Linked DNA regions of Ovis aries: region 1 is linked to region 2. Evidence: chromatin contacts called from public Hi-C data. All regions are on one chromosome and are shown on one strand. Each heading gives the region's core, a stretch centred on a gene start, on an enhancer-like site or on the middle of the called end of the contact. The rest is flanking DNA. Distances are from core to core; before and after follow the strand shown.

The links. A called contact is a pair of places that touch in the nucleus more often than the background predicts.
Region 1: a Hi-C map of hypothalamus shows a contact between it and region 2, with 5 times the contacts expected there. The contact joins the enhancer-like site here to the promoter of DPYSL5 in region 2. A contact is called at or near these places in 8 of 16 Hi-C or Micro-C datasets (hypothalamus, liver, muscle and 3 more).

The regions. Positions count from the first base shown.
Region 1 is chr3:34,007,505-34,014,619 of ARS-UI_Ramb_v3.0, reverse strand. It overlaps DPYSL5 (dihydropyrimidinase like 5), which reads right to left. Exons shown (of 13, transcript XM_004005741.5): 3 at 3,189-3,347; 4 at 973-1,152; 5 at 61-129. Among named protein-coding and RNA genes, the nearest start is that of MAPRE3, 47 kb to the left of the region's middle. Within about 2 kb of position 5,434, at least 10 of the 54 cell types and tissues checked have an H3K27ac peak or open chromatin away from gene starts, as enhancers often do. A contact at or near this core is called in hypothalamus, where this site is marked.
Region 2 is chr3:33,946,399-33,953,996 of ARS-UI_Ramb_v3.0, reverse strand. DPYSL5 (dihydropyrimidinase like 5) reads right to left here and starts at 5,090. Exons shown (of 13, transcript XM_004005741.5): 1 at 4,964-5,090.

The sequences.
Region 1 (7,115 bases), core at 4,185-6,684, 60 kb before region 2:
CTAAAGATTCTATGAACCTATAGGAAGGACGTTGACAAAGAATGCAGACGTCTTTCTCACCTCCTCTGGACGGCTGATCTCAATGCCTTCTGGGCCTGTGATACCCAAATCTAGTGCTTCCTTTGCTCCCTGAATAATAGCAAAAGAAAGAAAATCGAGAGAATGAGAGAGATACAGAAAACATAACCCAAGGGACTATAAAATATGCTCAGCCCAGCCCATGCCAGTAGGCTTGCTGCTTTTCTCACTTCTGTAATCCTCATCTTTAAAAAAGGGCAGGCTTAATAAAGGGCTCCCCTGAGAGACAGCCCTCCCATTGTATTGGGGGTGACTTCATAATGATTGAAAATATTTTCTTCCTCTTAGAAATACAGTTCAGTCACCAGCCAACAGGCCTGGGACACTAAAGATAAGCACTCTTTATTGATCTGAAAAATCAGAATTTCCTCACTGGAAATCTAGTTAAATCTCCAGCTTCTAGAAATGCCTAGATTAGCCTTTACCCCAAGTGTCCTACTTAAGATCCAGGAGTAAAAAGGGTCTTGTCTGTCTTGGTCCCAGTGAGAAGATCTCTCTAATACCTCTGCTCCTCTGAGGAGGTCCAAAAAGTGGAAGGCTGACTCTTATTTATTCTTATTTTAATGTCACATCTCATTAAAAATACTTCTTAGAGATGCCCCACATTCTTTTGTGGTAATGGAACTTAAATATCATATTAGAATGAAGACATCATCATTCAAGACTTAGAAACCCTTTTGAACTAAAAAAAGGAAGATTTGTTTTTTTACAGACGCTAGATTTGGATTTGGGGGCAAAGATCCATCATCTGGGGTGTTAACATCTCACACTTTCTTTTAGAATTTCTTTTAGAATTTGTCTTATCTGAACCCTGTAGGATGGGTCACGGGTGGTCAAGATCCCTCTGAGAATTGGTGCCCTCCCCCTCTCGCCCATTATTCTCTACTGCCTTGCCTCAGCCACAAGCTCCCCATTTTCAGCATGGACTCGGGCGATGGCTCCAATATCCTTGCAAGCGTGAAACACTTGGTACAGCTCGCTGTCCCGTAGCATATACAAGTCCTTGTAGGTCATGAACATCTGAAACGAGTTGACTCCCTTCTCCCTCACCAGGGTCTCCATTTCCACTTTCACCTGGAGAGCAAAACATAAAGGCAGTGTCACCTGGTACAGACCTGGTGCAGATTATCAAGAGGCTGGCCAGCCACTGCTGGCCCAGCATGGAGGAGAGAGGTAGCTCAGTGGATGGAGCTGCCGCCTGACCACCCGTAACCTCATAGTATGTCACTCTCCTCCCACTCCCCAGGCTGCTGTGAGGTTGCATGAGCAAATGCACACGGAAGTGCTTTGAAAATTGTCCAGCATGCTACAAATACAGAAACGCTATCTGGGCATGTTTCTCGTATCACATAAGCTTGTCTATATTTCTGTCTCCAAATCACCTTTGTTGGTAAATGCACTAATGACTTTCATAGCTTGGTCAGTTCCCTCCAACCCCATAAGGAAGGGGTGTTACAGAGAAGGTATACAAATACTAAAAATCCAGAGACCTAGGGAAAAAATCTAATTTAGGGACAAAGCCAAACATGAAATAACGCTATGTGAATAAGGAGATTGATCCCAGTACTATTTATACTAGGTTAAAAAATGGAAGAAACACTGGTCTGACGATAGGTAAATAAATTGCGATTCATCTACTTGACAGAACACTAAGTGGCCATAGCTTGATGGTCATGAAGACCATGCAGCCAAATGGAGAAGCTCATACTTAAAGCAGAAGAGTTACTATGTAAAAAGCAGGTATGAAAGAGACCAGAAAGAAATGAGCTAGAATAGCAATGGTCATTGTACTGGGGGTGACTGGATTATGAGCTTCCTTTCTTTTCTATTTTTAAAATCTGTGATTAGAAAAAATTTTTTGATTACCATAGAAAAGAATTTAAAATTCTAGATACATGAAAGTCCCCACAATCTCTGGGGAGTTATGGATGACTGGCTTGGCCTCAATGTTGAGGATCTGAGTGGATCCTTGATTCCAGTCCCTTGCTGGGGGAGGGAAGGGAGAGAGGCTCAGGGTAGAAGGGGTCGGGGTCACCCAACCAGGAGGGTGTCCAAATTGGACAAAACCTCCATCTAAGATAAGGGATGGCTGGCATTCAGTATAGATGGCATCTTCTGCCCGGTACCAGGAGGGGAGTCTTCATGTGGGAGGTGGGTGGCTCTGCAGCCTTTCATGAGCACCCTTTTGGAAGTAATGGGCAAGACTGGGTGAATTTCACAATCACAGCTTGTACTCGAGGACAGAAATGCAGTCAGGCTTTCAGTTACCAGCTCAGAAGGGAGTCAGCCTCTTTAGATCAGGGTCCCCAACTGGAGAACTTGGTAAAATCTCTTAATGCTTGTTATTTTTAAGATCCCAGGGCACCCACTCAAGTACTGGCTCATGATTGATGAACACTTGATGAAAGAATGAATACTCAGGCTGCTTCCCCGGGGGCAATAAGCAGTAAAAACTCCAGAAGTGAAGCAAAGTCTAAATGCCTGTGAATCTGTTTTCAGGAAGAACAAGGAAGTGGGAAGCCAAGGAGCAGGGCTTAGACTCTGGCCCTGGAGCCTGGGCAATGGGAGGCCAGGGTAGCCAGGGGCACAGAGGCTGAACTGAGACAGGGCCCGGTGGGAGGTGGCCTCAGGGCACTTAGAGCAGGAGCTGGGGCCCAGCAGAAAACAAGCACCCATTCTTTCTGGGTAAGATGGTAAGATCCATTCTTACCAGGTGGCAGAGTCAGGACAGGACTCTCTGTTCTGAGACCTCAGTGCTGTTACTTCCAGCACAAAATGATTCGATCCTGGGGGCTGACCCCGCTACTCAGCAGTGACCCCTTTGGTGTCAGTGGTACCTAATGTAAAGCATCAGGGCCTGGTGGTCAGAGCAAGGAGCTGGTGCTTCCTGTGTATGTGCTGGAAAACTGGCTCTTTAAATTAGGCAAGACAGCCCCCGCCACATAAAATCTTAAGTGCTCTTTGGTTTAGCATTTGGGGGAGTTAGGATGCTGGCGGGAGGGGCATTCCTCACTGTAGGAGAGTGTCACCCACAGCTGGCTCTCACTAAATGGCCCCTCCGCCAACAAGAGCACTGGTTCTCCTTTCAGGGTTCCGCCCAGCACTGTTACCTTGGGAGCCCACCAGGTGATCCCCACGTGGAGGGCATAGTCACAGCAAACCTTGGGGTCGGCCAGACCCCGGCACTTCTCGTAGGCTTCCACAAGGGACGTCTCCTTGTCAGGCAGGACATGGCCGATGATCATTGTGGTGCCTCCAACGAGTGCTGCCTGAGGGAGATGGGAGAAGCCATCTGGTTACATTTCTACCCACATGTGAGTCGCTGCATGGGGAGACACTGGGTCCTCCGGTGGATATTCAGGACAACCACTGACTCCCACATAGGAGGCAGGGAGGTCCAAGTGCAGCAGTGTTCGGGAAACTGCGAGGAGCTGGAGCTCCTGGGTTACACACAGGAGCCAGTGTGTAACCTTCATCATGACTGTGGACCCAACACGCAAGCCTGCTTCTTCCTCATCTTGGGCTGTGGCTCGGTGCTTTGGAAAAACCACTTAGTGTGTTTCCTCAGCCTCTACTTCCCAATGTGATGATTCACCCCAAATGATTTCTGACCAACTTGGATATATGAGTTAAGTGAAGTAAAAGTTGCTCAGTTGTGTCCAGCTCTTTGCGACCCCATGGACTATACTGTCCATGGAATTCTCCAGGCCAGAATACTGGAGTGGGTAGCCTTTCCCTTCTCCAGGGGATCTTCCCAACCCAGGGATCGAACCCAGGTCTCCTGCATTGTGGGTGGATTCTTTACCAGCTGAGCCACAAACGAAGCCCTGAATATATAGATTAGGTAATTTTATAATATTATTTGTAATATTATCTAGTTACAGATATACATGTAAACCATAATGAAGTTATAACATTATTTTAGTTACAGATATATATGTAAACCATAATGAATAAAATATTAATTTGAATATATTGTTTTGTTTTATTCTCTCACATTTCGTTTAGTAATTCTGGTCAAAGTTTTTATAGACATTTTCAAATCGTTATCTTTGTTTTCAGTTTTTCCAAGAACATTATTTCCATTTGACTTGTTTGAAATAGCATTTTAGGTCCTTGTCTGATTTATCAGTGAAAAACTACCCAGGGTTTGATCCCTGGGTCGGGAAGATCCCCTGGAGAAGGGAATGGTAATCCACTCCAGTATTCTTACCTTGAGAATCCCACGGACAGAGGAGCCTGGCAGGCTACAGTCCATGGGGCTGCAAAGAGTTGGACATGACTGAGTGATTAACATTATCCCTATCATTTTTAAAATATTTTGATGCAGAGTCTTTACCTTGTTGGATGGCTGTGAAAGTCAAAAGTATCACTTTGTAAAGTTTTGCCCTAATATGTGTGTGTAATTATTCAGAATTTAGTTGTTTATCTCTGTTTTCTGTATGGGAGGAAATCAGCACAATGAAACTGTCTTGATGATTTCATGCTTCTCTATTCAGTTAAATCCTTCATCACAAATAAGAAATATTGGGGAATAAGGAAGTGAAAAAAATTAGTTCAGTGGCCAACAAACAAATAAAATGAAAGCTCTTGCAACACTGATTTTCCATGCTGACCCTGGCTGGGTGGGTGAGACTTGTTGCCCTGTTGTCCCGGGAGATGCAGGGGCCTGACTTTTTTCATAACTTGAAGTAACCAACAGAGGGTGCTAGTTCTTCGGTTCACACGTAGGACCCGTGATGTGGGAGGCAGAGAGATGTAGGAAGGGGAAGAGTACCAGATTGTAGCTTTACTAGCTGGCTTCTATTTCGGATTTGGCTGGATGGTGCCAGGCTGATTCACCCTCACAGCAGGTGGTTGTAGTCTATTTTGTCCTGAAATGCATTTCTTGCTTTTATGTGTGGACACGGGGGTGTCTGGTATATTGGGATTTTACACACTAAACTGTTTTACTTCTTCTGGGGTTCTAGATTGTTTTCCTTTGCACTCCCTCGTCCATCTGTGGCCTTGCGTCAAAAAGAAGGGAACCTGGAAACAGCACAGTGGAATAAGAGAGCCAAGACAGTTCTTAATATCTGTGGGTTTCTGAGAGTAGAAAAGATCTACCTGCTGAATCTCTAGGTTGGCTCAGATCAAGCTAACAAACTGTTACATAGAATATATGCTAGGCACCTACTGTAACAGATACAACTTCATAATGACTGAGAAGGCTAGGCCTGAGTTCGCAATTGTGAGTCCTTGCAGTTCTGAGACTGCAGGAGATTTTGGCCTCTGCGTCTGCCTCCAGCCCACACCCCGCAACCCTGGATCTGTTCTGCAGCTGCAGATCTAAGCTCTGCTCACCCCTGCAAGATGCTGCCCTGGGGCTTGGTATGCACACAGTGGGGGTCTGGCCCCCAAGCAGACAGATACAGGCTAATATAGGCCCTGGCAGTGCTGAGACCCTTTGTCAGTGGATTCCAGGGCCCCAGAGTATAGTCCAGGATTTTGGGACAGTGGGCTCTGGGCCTGGAGGTCACCTGGAGTCCAGAGCTCATGGCAGAGACTCCTCTTGCCTGGGTCCAAGGATGGTAACTGAAAAGTGTTCTGGAAGGAGTCAGAAGCATCCAACAGTGGTCCTGACTATCACATTTACTGGTTGTAATCCTGTGTGTCTACTCTGCTCTGCACCTTGCCTCTGGAGGCTCAGAGAAGGTCAGGTGGCAATGGATGTGAGAGCAACTATCAGCTGCAAAGGGCATATAAATAGCTGGAATAGTCATTACTGCTGTTACCTCAGGCCTCAAAGCAAGTTTAACAGGAGTAAACATTCCTTCAGCTGCAGGTTTGGAGCCCAGAGCAGATGCTGGATGCATAAGCGCTGGTTTCCTCCCAGGCAAGATACACACAGAGCTGGCCTCTAAAATATGCACAGCTCCCACCCACGGAATGAATGCCGACAAGCTCAGTCTTCACGGGAATGTGGCATCACAGATGTGACGGACCTTTTTACTGTCATCCCACACAAAACAGCCTTATAGAAATCAACAGCAGAGCATGACCCAATCCTGTTCCGGAGGCTTTCAGAAGGATGATGTTTACGATAATCAAAAGGCAATGTGACTGTGTGACTCCTGAATGTTCAGAACTGTGTTTGTGCGAGAACAGGAAGCTGTGAAAGATCTTTAGAAATCGGTAGAAATGATGTTCATGGAGGCTAAGTCTCAACAGGGAACAGGGGTGATGCTATAATGAGTGAAAAAGGCAGCATTCAATATGTGTACCCAAGATGCTATAGAAGTGTGTTTAAATACACATCCACCCACACAAAGAAACAAAATGGAAGGAAATATACCAACACATTAACAATGATTGTTTTTGGATGATGAGATTCTGAGTAATTTATTTTTTTCTAATTTTCCGAAATTTCTCTCTCAAACTGTATTATTTTCATAATATACATAAAAATAAATTTGAGGGAAACTAAAGCTTTTTATATTTTAGTCAGCCATGTTTATATGCTTAAAATACTTTCTTTTAAAGTCATGAAACATTTCAACCATACAGTAAAGTACAGAACATAATACAATACATACCCATGAACCCATTACTCAGAGTTAATAGATGCCAATTTTTACTGTCTGTACCTTACATATTTTTTAATTAAAAAATGAAAGAAAATATTTTCAATATAATAAGAGCTCTTCATCTTAACATTTCCATCCCTCAACCCTGAGGTTGATATAAACTTCTCCCATCCATGTTTTACACTTTCACTGTATTTGCTTTGCAAATTAAAAAAAGGTACACAAATGGTTTTCTAACTTCCATGTTCTTTTGCAACTTGCTTTTTTAATTTGACATCTTTAAGATTCATTGAAGTACAGATATTTCATTTACTTTAATTAATTCACTGTATAGAACACTCCTCCAGGCATGTATTCATTTCTGAGTTCAGGGACACTGCTATGCACAGTCCTGGCGCATCCTCACCCACTCCAGGGCAGTCCCCGCATTCAGGGTATATGCTGCCAGGAAGGAGAACGGCTCCTTCCCAA
Region 2 (7,598 bases), core at 3,841-6,340:
CTAACTCTACAAGTCCTCAGCTGCTCAAAACAGCTGCGCTTAAGGAGGCTGACAGTCAACACAGAGCTATTCCTACTATTTACAGAGTGGGACCTTCAGAACAGAGTCCTAATCTTTCTTTCTATTCCCACTATTGATAACCCTATAGCAGTTTACCCTGACCTCTGGGGATGAAAGATTAAACAGGGAATCAAAATGTTTTTAGGGGCACACATTCTGGAGTGAGAGGATGATGATGGTGCTGATGGTGATAACTGATATTTATTGAGCACTTACTAGGGGCCAGATTCTGTTCTCAGGCTATACATATAATATGTTATAGTCATATAAACGAATAGTCATATAAACCTCATTGAACAAATGAAGAAACTGAGTCCTTAAGAGAAAAATTAGTCGTTTAAGGATGGACAGACAGCAAGTGTTGGGGCTGGGACTCAACTTCCAGCTTTCTGGCTCAGAGCCAGGCTCTCCTTCCTGTGTACATTGCTTCTGAGTCTGGATTGTAAGGAGGGAGCCCATGTGGGAGGAGGCAAAAGAACAGCATAGAACTGGGCTGTGATTGATGGGAGAGGGTGAGAGGGTCAGGAGATGCTATGGTTAAGTCCATTTATTTTAGATGGAAGAAATTTCCAAGATTGAAATAGAACAAACCATATAAAATACTCTTTTAAGTATATAATGTGTCTGCTTTTATACATAAACATCAGTGTTCATTAAAGAGTCATACCACAGTATTTGCACCTTTCATTTTCATATAAAAATGTAAGACAAAGTGACCTTGAAATTATTTCCTATTTGTTTGCTAGTAGTACAGGAAAATCAGTTACCTTCTTACTTGTTTACTCTCATTTGATTTCATTTTATACCTGCTTCTCCTTACAGGTTTTCACATTGACAAAGGTTTCCTGTATTATTGCTCTTCTCTAGAAGAAGTGAAGTGAAGTCGCTCAGTCGAGTCCGAGTCTTTGCGACCCCATGGACTGTAACCTACCAGGCTCCTCCATCCATGGAATTTTCCAGGCAAGAATACTGGAGTGGGTTGCCATTTCCTTCTCCAGGGGATCTTCCCCACCCAGGGATTGAACCCGGGTCTCCCGCCTTGCAGGCAAACGCTTTAACCTCTGAGCCACCAGGGAAGCCCGATGAAGCCTAAACAAGTCCTCAAACCTGACTTTGGCCAATTTTACACACTTGCCTTGCTGGGTAACTGCTTCCAGTGGTGGAAACATGCAATGTATTTAGAATACTATTACCCTGACTTAAATCTGAAGAGGCTATGTTGACAACAGCCAAGTGTTCATGTCCCACAAACATCTTTTGTATACCTAGCTGAGGCTCCCAAAGTCAGGGAGATGGGAGTTACGAATGGCACTCTGTGGACTTCTCTGTTGCCAGTGGTTAAGACTCCATGCTTCCGCTAGAGGAGGTGCTGGTTTGACCCCTGGTCAGGATACTAAGATCTCACATGCTGCCCATGTGGGCACTCTAGAATCTAGGGACATAGCGTCCTTTTCTATGGCCACCTGCCTCTCCTATCTGTCTCCCAGGCATTTTCACAGGGCAGGTAGGAGGATACTGCAGAAATGGGCTGGTAATACTAATATTCCTGATCTATGAATTGACTCCCCATGAGGAAAAAATTGGATTGGATGTTCACATAGTGCTCTAAAATAATAGGATTACACCCTTAAGTCCATAAAATTCTTTCAAGAAGAATAAACCAACAAAATACGTCTCACTGGAAGTTTTTTTCATAAGAAAAAGACCTTTAGTACCAGATTTTGGGTGTTCTAATATAGAGATTCTTGCTTTTCACTTACTCTGGGCTCCTCTGTCCGTGGAATTCTCTTGGCAAGAATACTGGAGTGGGTAGCCATTCTCTTCTCCAGGGGATGTTCCCGACCCAGGAATTGAACCCTGGTCTCCCACATTGCTGGAGAAGGCAATGGCACCCCACTCCAGTACTCTTGCCTGGAAAATCCCATGGACAGAGGAGCCTGGTAGGCTGCAGTCCATGGGGTCGCGAAGAGTCGGACACGACTGAGCGACTTCACTTTCACTTTTTACTTTCATGCATCGGAGAAGGAAATGGCAACCCACTCCAGTGTTCTTGCCTGGAAAATCCCAGGGACGGTGGAGGCTGGTCAGCTGCTGTCTATGGGGTCGCACAGAGTTGGACACGACTGAAGCAACTTAGCTCCCACATTGCAGACAGATTCTTTACTGTTTGAGCCACCAGGGATCCAATATAGAGATTCCTGGTTTTCACTTACCCTGGAGATAGACAGGCCTATTATTTTAGTTAAACACATCCAATGAACAACATTCCAGCTAGTCCTTTGTAAATACTGAGAGGCACCTCTACAAAGCATCCTCCTTTAATAAAAGTATCAGGACATAGCCTACTGTTGCTACTGCTGTGTATAGCCCAGGTAGGAAGAATTCACACTGTCAGCTACCATATGTGCTGGGGAATAGCTGACAGTCACATCACAGTCCATCAATCCGAGTAAAATCTTGAGGTTTCAAAGCCAGGTTATGAGAGCCCAAAGGCTCATCAGTCAACTTCAGGCCAAATATGTCACAGCGATTTTTCCTATGATGGTCTGCTCGTCATTGAGCCAAGCTTCTTCCTTCACTCTTGGAATAAAAATGCTTCTGTCTTGCTTTTTGTTTGTTTTGTCTTTTTAAAATGAATGACCATTTAAAAGTATAAGTCTATGCTAAAGAGTCTACCTTTAATATCAACTAAACAATCATCAAAGAAAATCTGTAAAACTGAATGTTGGCTTCTGGCTGTCATCTCACATGTTAAGACGCTGCTAGCCTGGTGTGAAAGACACCAAGCAAGCAAGACTGAATGCAAGCAAAGCTCTGTTGAGTCCTTTTTGTGTTTCCATTTCTGTCCATCTGCTTTCCCATGGGCAAGGAGACGCCTCCTATCACAGAGTTGTCCCTCTCTTAGGTCAGCAGACACTACAAGTGAAATCTGCAAAGGATGGATACACTGGCTTGGGTGTGGTCACCGGCAAAGGGAAGCACTGGTCCCCTAGCTGCCGGCTTTAAGACCAGGAGCTGCACCCACAGCGGGTAATCTCTACGACTGCGTCTCTTCCATTTTGTCAGAAACCGCACCAGCCCTGATTGCTCCCTCTAAGAACGCACAGCGCAGGCGTCCGCCTCTTCAGACAAAGCGGGCTACTCAGGGAGCCCGCTCCGTACCGAGGCGACCTCCACAGGTCTTTCCCCACCCCGACCGTCTCGTTGGTTGGTCAGCAGCAAGGGGCAGGGGGCGGTGCCGCAGCCAGAAGGTACCAAAGCCAGGGGCGGCGTCTGTCTGCGGGTCCCACAGTCTGGGGGGCGGGATGCGCGACTCACATCAGAGAATTACCAGTGGGGTTTGTTGCCCTAACACAAACCCCAAGAGAAGAGCACGTGCCCTTTGATTTCTCCGGGAGGGTTTTCTGCACCAGAAAACTGCACACTCGAGTTCCAGGGGTGCCCTAGCTCCTGGTGCGGAGGACACCAGTGCCGGCTATTGTTCTCCGGGCCTCCCGGGAGGGAAGCGGCCCCCATTTCGCCTCCCTGGCATCACCTGCCGCTGGACCAAGCCTTTCAGCTCTGCGAAGAAAAGGGTGTGCCTGTGGCGCTGCGGATTATCACAAAACCCTAAACGAGTCCCTAAGGGCTGGTGTCAAGCCGGGAGACAAAGCTCCTCACAGGGACAGCCGGCTCGGTCCCCGATCCGCCATCCCGAGTCCGTCGCCCGGTCCAAGAGCCACGCCCAGCCAGCCACAGGACCGCCGGGCCCCTCGCCTGGGCTGAGGGTCTTCGGGCCGAGACCCGCCTCCCCCCACCCCCCAGCTGCCTGCCCCTCCCTTCCCTGGAGACCTCCCTCCCCAGGGAGACCCCTCCCTCTCATCGCGTGGGTCTCCTCCTCCCCAGCGTCTACTCTTCTCTAACCCAGGCAGTCTCCACCCTCCCGCATCCCTCCTCCCCTCCACATCCTTCATCAGCCCCAGCCTCGCCTCGCGCCACCTGCTCCGAGCTCCGACCCTCCCTGCTCAGACCCTTCTCTTTCCTCAAACCTGTTTCCAGTTCCCCGTGCTCCCACCCATCCCTATGTTCGCATCTTTGCTCAAACGGAGGCCTCGCCTCCGCCTCTCCATCTCAGCTCCTCTCCAACTCTGACTCCTGCCTCCTCCCCCGGTCTGGGGCGTCGCCCGCCAAGATCGATGCCCCCGGGAGCGCTCCCGCGCTGGGCTCGGGCGAAGGGACTCCGCTTGGCGCCCGCTCTGGGCTGGGCAGCGAAAGGCGGTCTTTGTGGTTCAGACAGGTGCCTCCAGAGGCGGCCGGCGAATAGTCTACCCGTTAGCCGGACGTGGACGGGCCGCTGGGTCCGGTCCAGACTGGGCAAACTCCAAGCCGGAGGCGAGAGGGACAGAGGGTGTGTGTGTATGCCGGGGGCGTGGGGCGGGCGGGGGGCGGGGGGGAGGCGGGAGGTGATCCGCGCGGGCAGAGGACGGCGCCGATTTAAGGTATTGGGCAGGACGGGCCCACGGCCAGAGAAGCCCCCGCCCAGCCCTCCAGTCATTCACTGCACCTCGACGAGGCTGGGCGTCTACTGTGTCCTAGGAGCGAAACCCTTCCACCAAGCCAGCCTCCTCACCCCAGTTCTTTGCAATCCCACGAGCATCTATTAAACGCCTACTATGAATAAGGTACCGCTCGGCGCTCCGGGAGCTCTGTGGGCTTACAAAGAGGAACCGATTCGGGTCCCAGTTTAGCCCGAAAAGGCTGCCCCGAATTCCAAACCACACCTCCCGCCGCGTTCCCAGCAGCCGGTTCCCTAGGCGCACTCCGACCCCAGCTCTATTGTGCCCCTCCCAGAGAAACAGATTGTGTGAGATGGACGTCCCAGCCCGGGGAGAATAAGCCCACCGCCCGCCCTGCCATCACCCACTCCTCCGGGATGCCGCGGCTGCGGGGTTCTGTCGGTGGGTGGGTTCTCCTCCTGTCTCGCCGCGGCGCCGGCGCTGCGGGTGCTCTGGGCGGCGCGGCTGCACGCGCGCTCGCTCGATAGCCGCCTTGGCGCGCGGGGGCTCCGAAGTCCGAAGCGGCGAGCGGGGGAGGGGACTTGGGTGGGGGCTGGAGGAGGCCTCCGCCAATCATGGGAGCGACAGCTCCTCCCCAGCACTCCCCACCTCGCGCTAGCAGGTTAGGGGGAGGCGGGGACCGGCGGCGCCCTGCATCCTCGGCGGCGCGCGCGGCCACCGCCTGGGGACTACAACTCCCGACAGGCCCTGCCGAGGGGCCAGGGTCCGAGAGGGGAGGAAGGGCGCGGCCCGAGAACCAGCCGACCCCCGGGTGCCATTCTCCGCGTTCCTTCGGATTTCCATGGTGACTCAAGACACTTCACAAAGCCCAGGCGCTTGGACGCGCTGATGCACGGGTCCCCTGGGACGGCTACCGCGTCCCCTCCCCCCACAAGACCCCACCCGAGAGGCTGGAACAATGTCCTCGTCGCCTCTCCTCGGCTGCTGGCTGCTGCCGGCCCTGTCCTTCTCTGCAGGCCGGGCTAAGGCCGCCTGATTACCGCCAAGATCCAATCCTACCCTGGGTGCCCAGCGGAATTGTAGGATGGAGAGGGCGGGATGTAGTTATAGGAAAATGTTCCCATGTACAACGTGATCGGCCACGCGGGGCCACCTCAGTTCGCATCTGTTCCTTCTGGGGCCTCGAACCCGGAGTTCATGCTCTCGGCTACCGCTTCTCCATCCAGGGCTCTCTGGTCCAAGCTGCCCGTCCAGTTTCTTGAAACCTCCTATCAGGGCATGGTGAAGCCTTTGGAAATGTTTTGTAACTCAATTTACCTTCGCTTCACCCTTTTTCTTCAACTTTTGCATACACACATAATCTAACAAAATCAACAAGTCTAAAAAGGGGAGGATCACCAGGCCTTTACCTCCTTCCAAATAGCCTCTCAACCCTTTACCGGTTATCTGTTCTTTCCTGTAGTTGTAATAATAGCTTAGATACAGTTCAGTAATTTGCCTGAACTTAATGCGTTGCTGTTGATACAGTGTTAAAATGCAGCACTGAGTCCTCATTCCAACCTGAGGGAACCCCAAGGGGCTGCTGCAGAAGCACCTCCCCAGGAGGGCCCCTGGGAAGTGGTGAAGATGGGGGAGTTCCCTGACTGTAGCTGCACAACCATGGCCCCAAGAGATGTTTCTCCTGGCAGGATATTTTCAAACAAAACTGTGCTTCATTACACCAGAAGGCCTTCCCACCGACCACCACACCCCGACCCTGTCTCAGCAAAATCTGAGGGTGCCTGGCCTCCAGAGGGCCCACGGAAGTGAGGTCTCATTGGGTCACTTGCTCTGTGCTCCTTTGCTGTAGGCTCAGAGCCTGCAGCCCACTAGGCTGGCAGTTGGACCTCACTTCTGGATTACCACCACAGAGCCTCCACTTTTCCTGGGAGGAAGGTTTACTTTTCCACTCCCTCTCACATCCTGAGCTTATGCAGGGAGACCAACTTCCATCCCCCCGCCCCCAACCCACCCCGGCCCCCATTGAGCATTGTTAGTTGTTAGCTGTCCAGTCTCCAAGTCATGTCCAACCATTTGAGACTCTATGGACTGCAGCACACCAGGCTTCCTGGGCTATCACTATCTCCTGGAGTTTCCAAAATCTCATGTTCATTGAATAGGTGATACCATCCAACCTTCTCATCTTCTGTCACCTCCCTTCTCCTCTTGCCCTTAATCTTTCCCAGCATCAGGGTATTTTCCAATGAGTAGGCTCTTCGCATCAGGTGGACAAAATATTGGAGCTTTAACTGACGACCTCAAAGCATTTCCAACCCAGAAGAGGATGGAATGTGCTTGTGAAAACATGGGGCAAATGGCTCCTCCTTCCGCCACTGCTCCAGCTTGGGGAAGTACCAAGGGATTTCCCTAGGCTGGCCAACTTCTGCTGCTGTCCCAGGGATTTGGGCAAAATGAGTTGAACTTGAGGGAGGTGGAGTGGATCTGGCGCAGGGCAGCGGGGTGCACTTGCACGGTCCAGGCTGCACTTTTTGCCTAAGGAGGAGGGAGCCCTCTAGTGGCAGTAAACTTTCTCTGCAGCATTTAATGGACCTCACGTTTGGACTTCTGCTTCTTTGCTGTCTTGGGTGGGCCTGCCTCCCCAGGTCAGAAAACAGCTGCCTAGAGGTTCTTTGTTGGCCTCAGGCATTGCTGAAAGTCACATTCAAACATGAGGTTGTAAATGGTCCCCATAGTTGATTTTAGTTCTATGTATTTTTAACTTAGGCTCTGTCTCTTGGAAAGTAGAAGGAAAACAGGGCTTGGGGTTCACACATTTCTAGGTTGGAATCTTTGCTCTACTTTCCGGATACTTGACTTTGAGAAAGTTACTTGGTCCATTTGAGCCTTAGCTCCCCAGAGTGTGGGGACCATGTGTGTGTGCTAAATCGCTTCAGTCACGTCTGACTCTGTGCGACCCATAGACTGCAGCCCGCCAGGTTCCTCTGTCCATGGGATTCTCCAGGCAAGAAAACTGGAGTGGGTTGCCATGCCCTTTTCCAGGGG